Regions from separate parts of the Sus scrofa genome. Here region 2 is linked to region 1. A link is a contact called in public Hi-C data. All regions are on one chromosome and are shown on one strand. The core of a region is the stretch at or near the end of the contact, and the rest is flanking DNA. Distances in the headings are between cores, read along the strand shown.

The links. A called contact is a pair of places that touch in the nucleus more often than the background predicts.
Region 2: a contact with region 1 is called in a Hi-C map of embryonic fibroblasts, with 2.2 times the contacts expected there. The contact joins the promoter of CEP250 here to the enhancer-like site in region 1. A contact is called at or near these places in 3 of 5 promoter capture datasets (fetal liver, fetal skeletal muscle and liver), 8 of 47 Hi-C or Micro-C datasets (adipocytes, embryonic fibroblasts, fetal liver and 4 more) and 2 of 2 datasets of contacts at active chromatin or transcription factors (alveolar macrophages and skeletal muscle).

What each region holds. Positions count from the first base shown.
Region 1 is chr17:38,664,418-38,671,924 of Sscrofa11.1, forward strand. UQCC (ubiquinol-cytochrome c reductase complex chaperone) reads right to left here. Exons shown (of 10, transcript NM_001172364.2): 9 at 1,307-1,420. Among named protein-coding and RNA genes, the nearest start is that of FAM83C, 15 kb to the left of the region's middle. Within about 2 kb of position 4,609, at least 12 of the 83 cell types and tissues checked have an H3K27ac peak or open chromatin away from gene starts, as enhancers often do. A contact at or near this core is called in embryonic fibroblasts, liver and skeletal muscle, where this site is marked.
Region 2 is chr17:38,807,842-38,814,709 of Sscrofa11.1, forward strand. CEP250 (centrosome-associated protein CEP250) reads left to right here and starts at 1,883. Exons shown (of 34, transcript XM_013985307.2): 1 at 1,883-2,770; 2 at 3,870-3,947.

The DNA of each region.
Region 1 (7,507 bases), core at 3,359-5,858:
TGGGACTTCTTCAGGCCCTCAGAGAGGTCCCGGCTTGCCCTGGTCGTGGCCCCTGGCACAAGCCCACCACAGAAGATGGAAAAGTTGGGCTGGTCTCTCAGAAAACACAGCATTTGCTTTGCCAATTGCTACTCCTGTCTGAGGGCGAGTCCAGTCAACAGTGTGAGTCTCAGAATTCTCTGTGGGTGGGGTCCTCTGGCCACAGTGCCTTCTTCCCGGCTCTGGCAGATTTGAAAAATGGTCAAACAGAAGTCCTGGCTTCTGGGGTTCTCTGCCCTCTGGGTCTGAAGAGCCCTAGTATGTGGTTTTTCCAGTAATCAACAAGCTGGTGCTGCGGGCCCTGTGTTCTCCCGGGAGCCAGAGCCTGGCCTTCCGTTTCCAGGCTGTTGGAGGCTTGAAGGCCGTGGGCACAGGTGAGTAAGAATAACTGTGAGGTGAGGCCCCTTCTGCTCCAGGGGCCAAGCCCATGAAGCAAAGGTGTGACTCATGGGACAGCCTGAACTGATGAGCTGTCTGGGGCAGCTGAGGCCTCTAGTGGCCACATGAATCACCTGGCTTAGGGTTCTAGGCCAGCTGTGCAAAATGGCTCATGAGAGACCCTGGAAAAGCCTGTATGTGCCTCTTCCCTGCCATTTAGCTCACTCATCTCTAAAGTATGGAGTTCCCATCAATATATCATCAAGGGGCAGAGAACAGGAGTGAGTTCTCCACGGGCTTGAAGAAAACTATGCAGTTAAGCAGTCCTCACCCAGACTTCCTCTCAGAAACTTTGGTGTCAGGGAGCCCTGGGCAGCCAGAAGGGTGAAGAATGAAGTGAGGGACCCTGCCTGACTACAAAGAGCACCCACTGGGAAGAGACTTATGGGATGTTGTGGAATGATGCCTGGAGCCCAATCCTGTTAGAAGCCAGGAGCCAGGAACAAACTCCTGGGGCTCAAAGTGGGTACACAAAGGGGGCTACAGTGGCTGCTCTGTACCCCATGCAGACTATGTGCCTAGGACCTAGGATAGCACTGGGCACACAGCAGGCAGTGAAGGGACGACTACAGGTTTATGGAAGCAGGAGACAGCTCAGTGCCCTTTATTCTTCTCTTCCTGCTCCCCGACCCCTGGCCTGGCTCATGGCTGGAGCCACAGAGGTTGAGCTTCATCAGTGCCCACTGCTGATGTAATTTGGTCAGAACTCCCTCAGGCTGGGGCTCTGGGAACTCAACCTTTCATGATCCTTTGAAAGGCCAGTATTCTCAGACCTCAGGAAGGCCCTGATGTCCAGGAAACTCTGGAGGGGAGTGGAGGGACTGCTCACCTGCTTCCTCACATACTCCACCAACAATTCAAGCTGTCGAGGGTCTTCACATTTCTGGTTGAAGAAGGTTCTCCAGAGGGCAGCAGCCAGCCCACGATCATCTGAAAGGATCCCCTGGAACAGAGAGCACAACAACTGGTTTTCTGGGGAGTGTGGCAGCACCATGACACAGACGCTGGGGATAATGTGAACATGCTAGCAACCACAGAATCAGTTCAGAGGGACCTTACAGACACCATGAGAGGGAAGTGGGGCAGCCACTCCATAGAGCTGGAAGGGATCTTCAGAGAGCATCTGTTCCAACCTGTTCATTTTTTTTTTTTAACAGTACTCAAATTTTATTTTTACTTTGCTTTTGCTTTTTTAATAATTTTAATTTTTTTCATTATAGCTGGTTTACAGTGTTCTGTCAATTTTCTACTGCACAGCAAGGTGACCCAATCACACATACATGTATACATTCTTTTTTCTCACATTATCACGCTCCGTCACAAGCGACTAGACATAGTTCCCAGTGCTATACAGCAGGATCCCACTGCTTATACATTTCAAAGGCAATAGTTTCCATCTATTAACCCCAAATTCCTAGTCCATTCCACTCCCTCCCCCTCCCCCTTGGCAACCACAAGTCTGTTCTCCATGTCCATGATTTTCTTTTCTGTGGAAAGGTGCACTTGTGCCATATATTAGATTCCAGATATAAGTGATGTCATATGGTATTTGTCTTTCTCTTTTTTTTCTTTTCTTTTCTTTTTTTTTTTGTTTTTGGTCTTTTTGCCATTTCTTGGGCTGTTCTCGCGGCATATGGAGGTTCCCAGGATAGGCCACCGGCCTACACCAGAGCCACAGCAACGCAGGATCCGAGCAACCTACACCACAGCTCATGGCAACGCCAGAAACTTAACCCACTGAGCAAGGGCAGGGATCGAACCCGCAACCTCATGGTTCCTAGTCGGATTCATTAACCACTGTGCCACGACGGGAACAACTGTCTTTCTCTTTCTGACTTCACTTAGTATGAGAGTCTCTAGTTCCACCCATGTTGCTGCAAATGGCATTAGTATTCCACTGTGTATATATACCACATCTTCGTAATCCAATCATCTGTCAATGGACATTTAGATTGTCTCCACGTCTTGGCTATTGTGAATAGTGCTGGAATGAACATGAGGGTGCATATGTCTTTTTTAAGGAAAGTTTTGTCTGGATATATGCCCAAGAGTGGGATTGCTGGGTCATATGGTAGTTCTATGTATAGTTTTCTAAGGTACCTTCATACTGTTTTCATAGTGGTTGTATATTTTTACTTTGTATTATGGCATATTAGAAATTTATACAAAAGCCTAGAGATAAGCAAAGTGACACTTTTTTGCTTTAGGCTTTTTTTTTTTGGTCTTTTTAGGGCCTCACCCGTGGCATCCAACCCATTCATTTTATACAGAGGAAGAATGTGGGACCCAGAGGGGCCAAGTGACTGGATAATAAGGTTGATGCCGAGCTGCAGCGGATGTCTGATGGACCCTCCTGAGCCATGCCTCCCCCTACTGCACTGTCCAGGCTCAGGCAACACTTGAGAGGCCAAGAAAAGAAATGGTAACAGCAGTGCTTACATTGCTGTCCACAAGAAATGGGCTTAGAGTATTTTTAGTGTGTATATGTAAGTATGTATACATATTTTTTTTTCTTTTTGGCCACACCCATGGATGGCATAAGGAAATTCCTGGCCCAGGGATCAAACCCATGCCAATGCAACAACCCGAGCAACAGCAGTGACAACATTGGACCCTTAACCTGCTGCACCACAACAAAACTCTGTGTATACTTTTTTCTCAGGAACAGAATTGAGTGTGGATTGTGCCTTCTCTCCTGGTTGGAGGACACACATCTGCAAGGCAGCAAGCTCTTTAGGGAAGCGAGCCCGGTACCTTGGCCTCACTGTTGCCCAGCACTGAGCTGGCTATGGCTGGCTCAACCTCTCCCTAAGTGAGAAATGGGCTGTTCGGCAGCACTGCCATGGGCAGAGGGAGTACTCAGAGCCTGCGTGGGTGCTGAACACTGTCTGGCTGGGCACAGAGGAGTGAGAGCTCTGTTGGGAGGCCCAAATATCACAGAGACCTGAGTCATGGACTAGGGCCACATTCTAGCCTGGAGCTCTAGGGAGGGAGAAGGTAGGGTTCTTGCTTCCTGGGCAAGGGTAACTAAAGGGAAAGGCCTTGAGAAGAGCTCTGTCCAGGTGCCAAGGTGGTGTGTGGAACCAAAGTGCTGACTGGGGCTTGGAAGTCAGAAGGCTGGATCAGGTCGTAGCCCTGCCACTACCAAGCTCAGAGATGGGGAGCAATTTACCACACCGCGTCTCAACCCTCTCATCTATGAAACAGTTTAAAATGCCTGCCCTAGGGAGTTCCCAGCGTGGCTCAGCAGTAATGAACCCGACTAGGATCCATGAGGATGTGAGTTCGATCCCTGGCCTGGCTCAGTGGCTTGGGGATCTGGCATTGCCATGAGCTGTGGTGTGGGTCACAGATGCTGCTTGGATCCTGCAGTGCTGTGGCTGTGGCAGAAGCCAGTAGCTCTGATTCAATCCCTAGCCTGGGAACTTCCACCTGCTATGGATGTGGCCCTAAAAAGCAAAGCAAAAAAAAAAAAAAAAAAGCCTGCCCTATTTACATCATCTTAGCATTATAAGAGGTAACATAAAGGTATTTTGTTAAGTGTAACATGTCAGGTACAAAGGTTAAGAGCTTGTTTTGGCATGCAACTGTGAATATAGTTGAAACAACACTGGGATCTAGGGAACAGACCACCTGAGTTCAAATGGCAGCTCTGTCATTTAATAGCTGTGTGGCCTTTGGAGAACTACTAGCCCTTCCTGAGCCTCAGTTTCTCATAACCTAAACAACATAAGAATACCTATTTCACAGAGCTGTGAGAATGAAGAGATGATGGCCATTACAGGCTAAGTGGTAAATCATTACACAAAGGCCCAGGATCACTTTATTCGATGTCATGTTGTGGGCTGGCCTCCAGGGCACTGCGGTACTTGAGGTCTGGCTTGAGGTCTGTTGCCAGGAAGGGCCATGTCCAGTATGGGGTACTGACAGTTTGCTGGAAAAACATTACCCCTGTCCCAAATGTCCCTCCTAAATGCCCCTCCAATTCCACAGCTTAAGAGACTATCCTGGCACAATGGCTGAGTCAGGAAAACCAGCTTCCTCTGGCAGATGGGGCAGGAGCCAAGGACAAGCTCAGGCACATCACCGTTCTCCAAGCTATTTGCTAACACAACAGCCTGCCTGTGTCTGAAGTGCCCTGGGCACATGCCGGAGTGCTGCTGGCAGCGACTCATATGTGCTACACGAGAAGGAATAGGAGTGGGAGGGAGGGTTATGAGGACTTAGAAAATGAGCCCAGAGCACAGGAAAGCAAAAGCCTTGGGAGCCACAAATAGGCTTGGCGATGGGTGAGACGGCTGGGAAGGGGCAAGTCCGTAATCAGGCAGGAGGCAAAGGATGGCTCAGGACACAGATTAACAGTGATAACAACCTGACTGTTCCTGACTGTCAAGTTCCTTCACACATCTGGCTCCCATGACTACCTATGGCAGGAAGAACAGATATTATTACCCTCACTGGAAAGATAAGCACACTGAGGCTTAGCGCTTCTCTGGCTACCTGGGGGTAGGATTAGAACCAGAATGCATGGTGAGGTCGAAGGATGGTGCTTGACTAGCTCTGGTTAGGAGGCAGTACCTGGCACAGAATGGGAGTGCAATATGAAGGGCTGAATAAATCCACAAGCCAATTCAGCCTTCTCTCCACCATACTGCTAGTAAATCGGTGAAAACAAATGGGAGACTGGTCTGAGAGATGAAGCAGCAAAGAAAAAAGGGTACCTAGGAGCCAAAATTTAGTTTGTACAGCAATTTCCCCATAATCTACTAGGACGCCTACTTGTTTTCCCTCACGATACCAAAAAAAAAAAAAAAAAAAAAAAAGCATCCTTCAGGAAATTAAGACATGTCTAGAGTAACTGAGAGGAAGCCAAAGGGACTGTCCTGGCCCTACAGAACCCTGGCTATAATTAAGGGTTTAAAGTGGTAGAGTCTCAATGAGGTACCACTTCACATCAGTCAGAATGGCCATGATTAATAAATCTACAGATAACAAATGCTAGAGAAGGTATGGAGAAAAGGGAGCCCTCCTACACTGTTGGTGGGAATGTAAACCAGAACAACCACTATGGAAAACAGTATGGAAGTTCCTCAGAAAACTAAATACAGAACTACCATACGATCCAGCAACACCACTCCTGGGCATATATCCACACGAAACTATAATTGAAAAAGGGACATGCACCCGTATGTTCATGGCAGCACTATTCACAATAGCCAAGACACAGAAACAGCCTAAATGTCCACTGATAGATGAAAGAATGTGAAGGAATTCTCATCGTGGCTTAGTGGTTAATGAACTGACTAGTAACCATGAGGACATGGGTTCAATCCCGGGCCTTGCTCAGTGGGTTAAGGATCCGGTGTTGCTGTGAGCTGTGGTTTAGGTCGCAGACACTGCTCGGATCCCATGATGCTACAATTCCGATTTAGCCCTTAGACTGGGAGCCTCCATATGCTGTGGGTGCGGTCCTAAAAGAGACAGACAGACAGACACACACACACACACACACACACACACACACACACACACACAGACGATGTGATACATATATACATTGGAATACTACTCAGCCATAAAAAGGATGAAACAATGCCATTTGCAGCAACATGGACACAACTAGAGATTTTCATACTAAGTGAAGTAAGTCAGAAAGAGAAAGACAAATACCATACCATATCATTTATGTGTGGAATCTAAAATATTGCATAAATGAACCTATCTAAAAAATAGAAACAGACTCACAGACATAGACAACAGACTTGTGGTTACCAATAGGGAAAGGGGAGAGAGTGGGATGGAATGGGAGTTTGGGGTTAGTAGATCCAAACTATTACTTTTATTTATTTTTTTATTTTTTTGTCTTTTTGCTATTTCTTGGGCTGCTCCCACGGCATATGGAGGTTCCCAGGCTAGGGGTCAAATCGGAGCTGTAGCCGCCGGCCTACGTCAGAGCCACAGCAACGCAGAATCCGAGTCGCGTCTGCAACCTACACCACAGCTCACGGCAACGCTGGATCATTAACCCACTGAGCAAGGGCAGGGACCGAACCCGCAACCTCATCGTTCCTAGTCGGATTCGTTGACCACTGCGCCACGACGGGAACTCCACAAACTATTACTTTCAGAATGGATGGGCAATGAGGTCCTACTGTATTGCACAAGGAACTATATTCAGTCTCTTGAGATGGACCATGATGGAAGATAACATAAGAGAGGGAATGTATATGTGTGCATGTGTATGTGTATGTGAATGTATATGATACAGTCACTCCGCTATACAGCAGGAAAAGGCACAACACTGTAAATCAACTATACTTCAATAAAACTTTAAAAAATGAAAAAAAAAAAAATAAAGTGGTAGAGTCTCACTCAGTGAAGGCTGATTTGACACCACAATGCGCTTAGCATGATGCTAAGTACACAGAATGACAGTGATATGGTCACAGCTCACAGGCAGCTTGCAATCTAGTTGAACGGACAAAGCTAGTATACATCAAAGAACAGCACAGAATTAAATCCTGAAGAAAGAAGTTCCTGTCGTGGCGCAGCGGGAACAAATCTGACTAGTAACCATGAGGTTGTAGGTTCCATTCTTGGCCTCACTCAGTGGGTTAAAGATCTGGCACTGCCTTGAGCTGTGGTGTAGGTCTCAGGTGCGGCTCAGATCCTGATGTGATGTAGGCAGGCAGATGGAGCTCCAATTCAACCCCTAGCCTGGGAACTTTCATATGCCGCAGGTGCGGCCCTAAAAGAGAAAAAAAAAAAGTTTGGAGTTACAATTGTGGCTCAGCAGAAACAAATCTGACTAGCATCCATAAAGACACAGGTTCGATCCCTGGACTCACTCAGTGGATTAAGGATCTGGCGTTGCCATGAGCTGTGGTATATAGGTTGCTCAGATCCTGAGTTACTATGGCTGTGGTGAAGGCTGGCAGCTACAGCTCCGATTTGACCCCTAGCCTGGGAACCTCCATATGCCATGGGTGCAGCCCTAAAAAGACCAAAAAAAAAAAAAAAAAAAAAAGGA
Region 2 (6,868 bases), core at 633-3,132, 140 kb after region 1:
GTAGATGGATTTTATGTCCTTAACCTTTGTAATACTGGGGCTGATTTCATTCAGCCCATGGATGATTTTTTTTTTCTTTTCTTTTCTTTTTAGGGCTGATCCTGCATCACATGGAATTTCCTGGGCTAGGGGCTGAATCAGAGCTGCAGCTACCAGCCCATACCACAGCCACAGCAACTTGGGATTAAAGAGCCCCATCTGTGATCCACACCACAGCTTGCGGGAATACAGGATCCTTAACCCACTGAATGAGGCCAGGAATCAAACTCACATCCTTGTGGATCTCAACTGGGTTTTTAAGCTGCTGAGCCCCAACAAGAACTCCATGGAGACTTATTTGGCACCTAATATGTGTCAGGTTCTATGTTAAATGCTAAGTCAGACATAGTCTTCTAGCCTCAGGAAACTTAAATTTTAGAGAGGGAGAAAGATAACAGGTAAACCAAAAAAAAAAAAAAAAAGTAGGAAATACTATAAAAAGAGCACTGTGATAGAAAATGATAGGGTATTACTGTAAATAGCATGGTCAGGGAAGACCTAACTGATTTGAGACCTGAAAGAGAGGAAGTTATCAGCTAATCCAAGAGCTCTGGCAAAACTGGCCTAGGAGATGGCAAAGCATCTGCAAAAGCCCTGAGGTTGGTGTGGGTAACATTCCAAATACTGCAGTGACTATTCTTGCACACAACCTGTCAGGGGACCATCTTCTTGGGGTGGATTCCCACACAACTGAGTCTTTGTATCTTTTTTCTCTGTCCAATGTCCTGGATGTTTTTTCTTCTCTTTCAAGATAGTTTGCTTTTCAGATTCATTGTCCTCCCTCCCTGCCAACTTACTATTTTTTTTTTCCCTCAAGGTAACTATTAAGAATTTATTTTGGGAGTTCCTGCTGTGGCACAGCAGCAACGAATCCGACTAGGAACCATGAGGTTGTGGGTTTGATCTCTGGCCTCGCTCAGTGGGTTAGGGATCAGATTAGACCCCTAGACTGGGAAACTTCACATGCAGGGGTGAGTGGGGCCCTCAAAAGACCCCCCCCCAAAGAAAGAACTTTTGTTCTTTTAGGAGAAAAGATACAATATAGCTCTTATTGAAGTGCTCCCTTCTCAGGTTCCCTTTGGCTGTGCATTGCCTGTTTCACTCCTACTACCCATCAATCCATCCGTTCACTCAGCACTTACTGAGCACCTATTTTGTACCAGCCTTTGTGCTGGGTGCTAGAGATACACAAACTTATGCTATGCTTCTCAAAATGTGTTCCCAATGCATCATAATCACTCAGGGTATTTGCTGGAAGACACATTCCTGGGCTCCATGCCTGGTTTACTGACTCTCCATGGGTGGAATCCAAAAGTCTACATTTTGGAGTTCCTGTTGTGGCTCAGTGGTTAACAAACCCAACTAGTATCCACGAAGACTCAGGTTTGATCCCTGGCCTTGCTCAGTGGGTTAAGGATCCAGTGTTACCATTAACTGTGGGATCAGTTGCAGAGGAGGCTCTGATCCAGTGTGTCTGTGGCTGTGGGTGTAGGCTGGCAGCTACAGCTCCAATTCGACCCCCAGCCTGGAAACCCCATATGCCACGGGTGTGGCCCTAAAAAGACAAAAAACAAACAAAAAAACTCTACATTTTAAGAAATACCCGTTATTGTTTTTTAATCCCAATTTTTTTGTCTTTTTTTTGGGGGGGGTCCCAGCCGCGTTGTCGAGGTACACCACAGCTCAGGGCAACGCGGGACACTTAACCCACTGATCGAGGCCAGGAATCAAACCCGCATCCTCGTAGATACCAGTCAGGTTCTTTACCTCTGAGCCACTACGGGAACACCCCAACTCAAATTTTATTTTTTAATTTTTATTTATTTTTTTGGCCGCACCCAGGGCATATGGAAGTTATTGGACCAGGGATAGAAACCGGGCCAAAGCAGCAACTTAAGCGACTGCAGTGACAACGACAAATCCTTAAACCGCTGCACAAGAGACTCTCCAACTAAAATTTGAGAACCAAGGAGTGGAAAAGAATGGCAGGTAAATAAAATTTACAGCTCTAAAAAAGTGCATTGATAATCCATGTGCAAAACACGCTCTAGAGTCCTCTAGAGAGAGTCAGGCTTATTCAGAAAATTATATAAACTGTAGCTCTCCAGTGGGATGCAGGACATTCAGGCAGTCTCCGGTGCAAAGTGTATTCAAATGACATTAAGTAATTATATTATGAATGTTGAGTAGCCTGAAGCTACTTGGAGTTTCGGAGATTGAAGCTGAGTTTTGCCGCGACCAGGAGCCAGTTTCCTTCAGCACGTAGTTAATTGTACTCAGGTTTGGGAGTGGAGCATTGCGCAGGCGCATCTAGAACGAGGCGACCACACACATGCGCCGTATGTAACCTCGAAGCCAAAAGGGATACGATTGAGGGCAAGTGTTTTCTGTTACCGAAACTTCCTTTGCTCAAATAAGCAACCCTGGATGTCTCCATTTCGGGCGAGGAAATCTAACGTCTCTTAACATAATCCCTTCTTTTCTTCTGGGCCACTCTTGTAAAACAGCTGCCAGTACTCAACATGGCGAGAGGCCCCTAAGGCGATGCAGTCCTCTCTGGAGCGCCGGCTGGAGCGGCAGGGCTCTCCGAAAGGGCGGGAGTTTGGGGGGCGGGGCCTGCGCCCCAGCCACTCCGTGAGCCCCCGCCCCGCCTCCCCCGCCCGGCCTCAGCTGCAGCTTCACCGACTCCCGCGCTGAGGAGCACCCTGGGAACCTGCGGGAGCGGAGCGTGGTGAGGAAGGGCCTCAGGGGCGGGCGGGAGGTACCCGTGTTAACGGTCCAAGGCCCAGCGACTAGGGTGCTCCTGGGAATCCCATTCGGGCAGCGGCCTCCGGTTTCCCAGAAGAAACTCAGAGGCCCAAAAGAGGCTGGGTCCTGTTCTGGGGCTCTGGCCCCTGGCCTCCGCGTCCTGCTGTTGCTACCGCTCTGGGCTCCAGACCTTGCAGAAAGGGAGCTTCCCGACCCTGGGGTTGTCAGGATAAGGCGCTGCGCTCTCCTGCGCGTCCCGCTCCAGGCTCCCAGGATTTCGCGACTTCCTCTGCCCTTGGGGCTTTGCATGTGACTGTCCGAAAGTCCGGTCCTACCCGCCGCCCCACTCTGGAACTCTCATTCTTCGGGACCCAACTTAAGTATCACTTTTTCAGAAACCTTACCTCGTCGCTTTCTGAAGGCGCCGTAAGCTCACTGCTGGGTTTTTGCACTCTGCGCATAGTTACTTTTCCTGCTCCTCTTTGGCAGCCGTGCACTTGTTGGGGCGTTATGCCTTCCGCTTTTCATCCCTCTCCCAGGATCTAGCACGTGATGATGATAATAATATAGCTCGCATTTACTGAATAGTCACTAAATGCATTACACATAAAGGCCCATTTAATCCTCACAGCAATTCCACAAGGCGGGTTCTGTAGGCGTGAAGAAACTAAGGCACTCAGATCAATTTCCTGGAGTCCCACAACTGTTAAGCTGGTGGAGCCGGGATACAAATTCTAGACTCTCTGTCCCCAGAACATGTGATAATCCCTAGATTGCCCTAAGGTTTGGTAAATGTCTGTTGAATTGGAGTTCCCACCGTGGCTCAATGGAATTGAATCTGACTAGCATCCATGAGGACGCAGGTTTGATCACTGGCCTCACTCAGTGAGTTAAGGATCCGGTGTTGCTGTGAGCTGTGGTGTAGGTTGCAGACACAGCTCGGATCCTGCTTTGCTCTGGCTGTGGTGTAGGCCAGCAGCTAAGGTTCTGATTCGACCCCTAGCCTGGGAATCTCTATATGCCTCAGTTGCGGCCCTAAAAAGACACACTCACAAAAAAAGTCTGCTGAATTTTTACATTAGGCCCATGAGTTATGGAGGCCAGGATTACGATGCACATGAGAAGGCTTGGAAAGAAGAATGGATGTCCCCAAATATACAGTGAGTTCATGACTCTGCGGCTGGCCCTCTGTCCTTTCAGTCACACTCTACCTTTCTTTGGTCCTTTTCCGTCAGAGAGGTGCAGACTTAGACCTCATCATTTCACAACTTAGAAAGTGTCCCTCACAGAGCTGTGATTTCATATCTCATGATTTAGGAGACAGCATAATGTAACGGAGAGGGCATAGAATTTGGAACCAGACTGGGGTTCAGTCTTTGCTCTGCTACTGTTGAGTTATATCCCTTACATTTTTTGGAGCCTGTTTTCTTGTGTAAAATGAAGGCAATAATTTCATCTCAAAGGGTTTTTTTTTATGAAGATATCAAATAATTGTGTGAAGTGTGCCATACAAACTACATGATCTGGGTTTTGTTTGTTTCTGTTTTGTTTTACCTTTTAGAAGGTTATAGAACTGTCAGTTTGTTATAGCTCATGTTGCCTAATGGTCTAATATTCATTCATTCATTCGTCAAATATCTAATGAGTACCAGTTATAATACCAGGCACTGTTTTAGGAGCTGAGAATACAGCAGTCAATAAAACAGTATTCTTGCACTTGGGAAATGTATATTGTGTGAGATATATTATACATAATACTCAGGAAGGGACAGATAAAGTATGTAAGGTAAATAGGAAAATAGTAGAGTGTGAGGAGGGGTGGCGGTATTTTATATTGGGTGGTTAGGGAACAGCTTACTGAGAAGGTGACATTTGAACAGAGACCTGAAGGTGGCAAGGGAGTAAATCATGAGGATAATTGGAAGAAGAGGACCTGGATGAGTGTATGGCTTAATGTGTTCCAGACACATCCAGCAAGGAGGGCTGTGTGACTGGAAGGATATGAGCGAAGGGGAGAGGCGTAAGGAACGGAATTAAAACAATCAGAAGCTGGGATCAAACAATTAGGATCTGGTAAGCCAATACAGTGATTTTGTCTTTAACTCTTGATTAGCCACTGGAGGGTTCTGAGTGGCATAATCTGTCACTGTTTTAAAAGAATCACTCTTGACTATTCCAAGAAAAAATAAATTTCAGAGGCAATGTGGAAGTATTGCTACCACCGTGGAAGCTTTTGCAGTTGTCTAGGTGTATTATTGCTATACAAAGAATTACCCCTAAATTTGGCAGCTTGAAACAACAATCGTTGATTGTCTTCTAAAGTTGTGGGTCAGAAATCTGGGAGCAGTTCAGCAGTTCAAAAGTTGAACTGCTGTTTCTTAGGCTTAGGATCTCTCAGGAGACTGCAGTCAAACTGATGGCTGGTCTACTCCCAAGATGGTTCCTTACCCCTGGGCCTCTTCATAGGGCTGCCTGAGTGTCCTCAGGACACAGCAGAGAGAGAGAGAGAGTGGGGAGAGAGCCAGAGCTAGAGGGAAAGCAGGCCATTTATGACCTTGTCTTGGAGTCATTTCTACTTTATCCAGCTCTGTTAACTTTATACCAGTTCTCACTCAAGGAGAGAGAATTAGTTAGGCTCCACTAATTCTTGAAAGGAGGTGTATCAAAGAATGTGGACATACTTTAAAGCCGCCACACCAGGCAAGAGAGTGACTTGGCTTGGGATGATGGTGGGTGTGGGTCAAAAGTGATAGAAACTGGTAGTGGCTATAGGATTTGCTGCTGGATTGGTCATAGGGTGTTGGAGAAGGGAGCAAGTATAACTGTAAGGCTTTTGGCTTGAACATCCAGAAGGATGGGATTGATTTCGTCATTTTTGTCTTTTTTTTACCATTTCTTGGGCCGCTCCTATGGCATATGGAGGTTCCCGGGCTAGGGGTCTAATCGGAGCTGTAGCCACTGGCCTATGCCAGAGCCACAGCAACTCGGGATCCAAGCTGTGTCTGCAACCTACACCACAGCTCACGGCAACACCGGATCCTTAGCCCACTGAGCAAGGCCAGGGATTGAACCCGCAACCTCATAGTTCCTAATCAGATTCGTTAACCACTGAGCCACGACGGGAACTCCAGGATGGGATTGATTTCAGAGAGACAGCAGTGAGTGATGGCTTGAAGGGAGATCTTAATTCTCTGCTCAGGAATTGAACCTGGGCAGCTTGGAAGAAAACTAGGAATCCTAGCCACTAGACCAACTAGAGGCTGAAAGCAGAATTGCCCTGATTCTTGCCCCCTGTCGAAAGCAAGAATGTTTCAAGGAGGCAAAGTCTGTAAGAACAGGTATAGAGTTCATACACAGTATAAAGTGTAGGCGAGCACACAGAGAAGTAGTCTGCCTCTCTAAGGCAGAAGTAAAGCAGTAATATACACCCAAAGGAGAAGTGAGAGTGCAGGTGTCCCCTTGAATGAGGAGCACACCAGAAAGGTGATTTAAGTCACTTATTCACCATGCTGTACAGTAGGAAAAAAATAATGTATTGGGGAAATAAAAATAAATAAATGGGGGGGGGAGTCACTTATACAGGACAGATCTTCCAGGTCTTTGTCTTCCTTTGGCCAGTTATCTTATTTTATTTTTTACACCTGACCAAATCCAGGATCCTCCTGAATCTGCATGCACATCTTTTGGCCAAGATGGATTCCAAAGCAAAGCATGGTGGGAAGGTTATTTAGACTTATGGCCTGGCACCCCCTCCCTTTTTGAGCCAGAGGGTCTCCCTGACCCTGAGAATGGGGAGTACGTGACCTCTTTTGATGCTGTCATTACCATTGTTTAACAAGTTCACAGGAGACAAGTACCAGTTATTTGCCTTGTGCCCGTGGTTATTTCCATCTTGAAATATAGATAGTGGCTGGTTGCAAATGTCTATCCTGGAGTCCATCTATCTCCTGCTTCAGAATTACCATTTATTGAATCAGAGGACCAAGAGTTCACTTTTGGACAAGCTAACTTTTGAGAAAGTACACATCTATGTGGAGAATTTAAATAAATGTTTGGATTTAGTAGGGAAGTGTGATGTTCC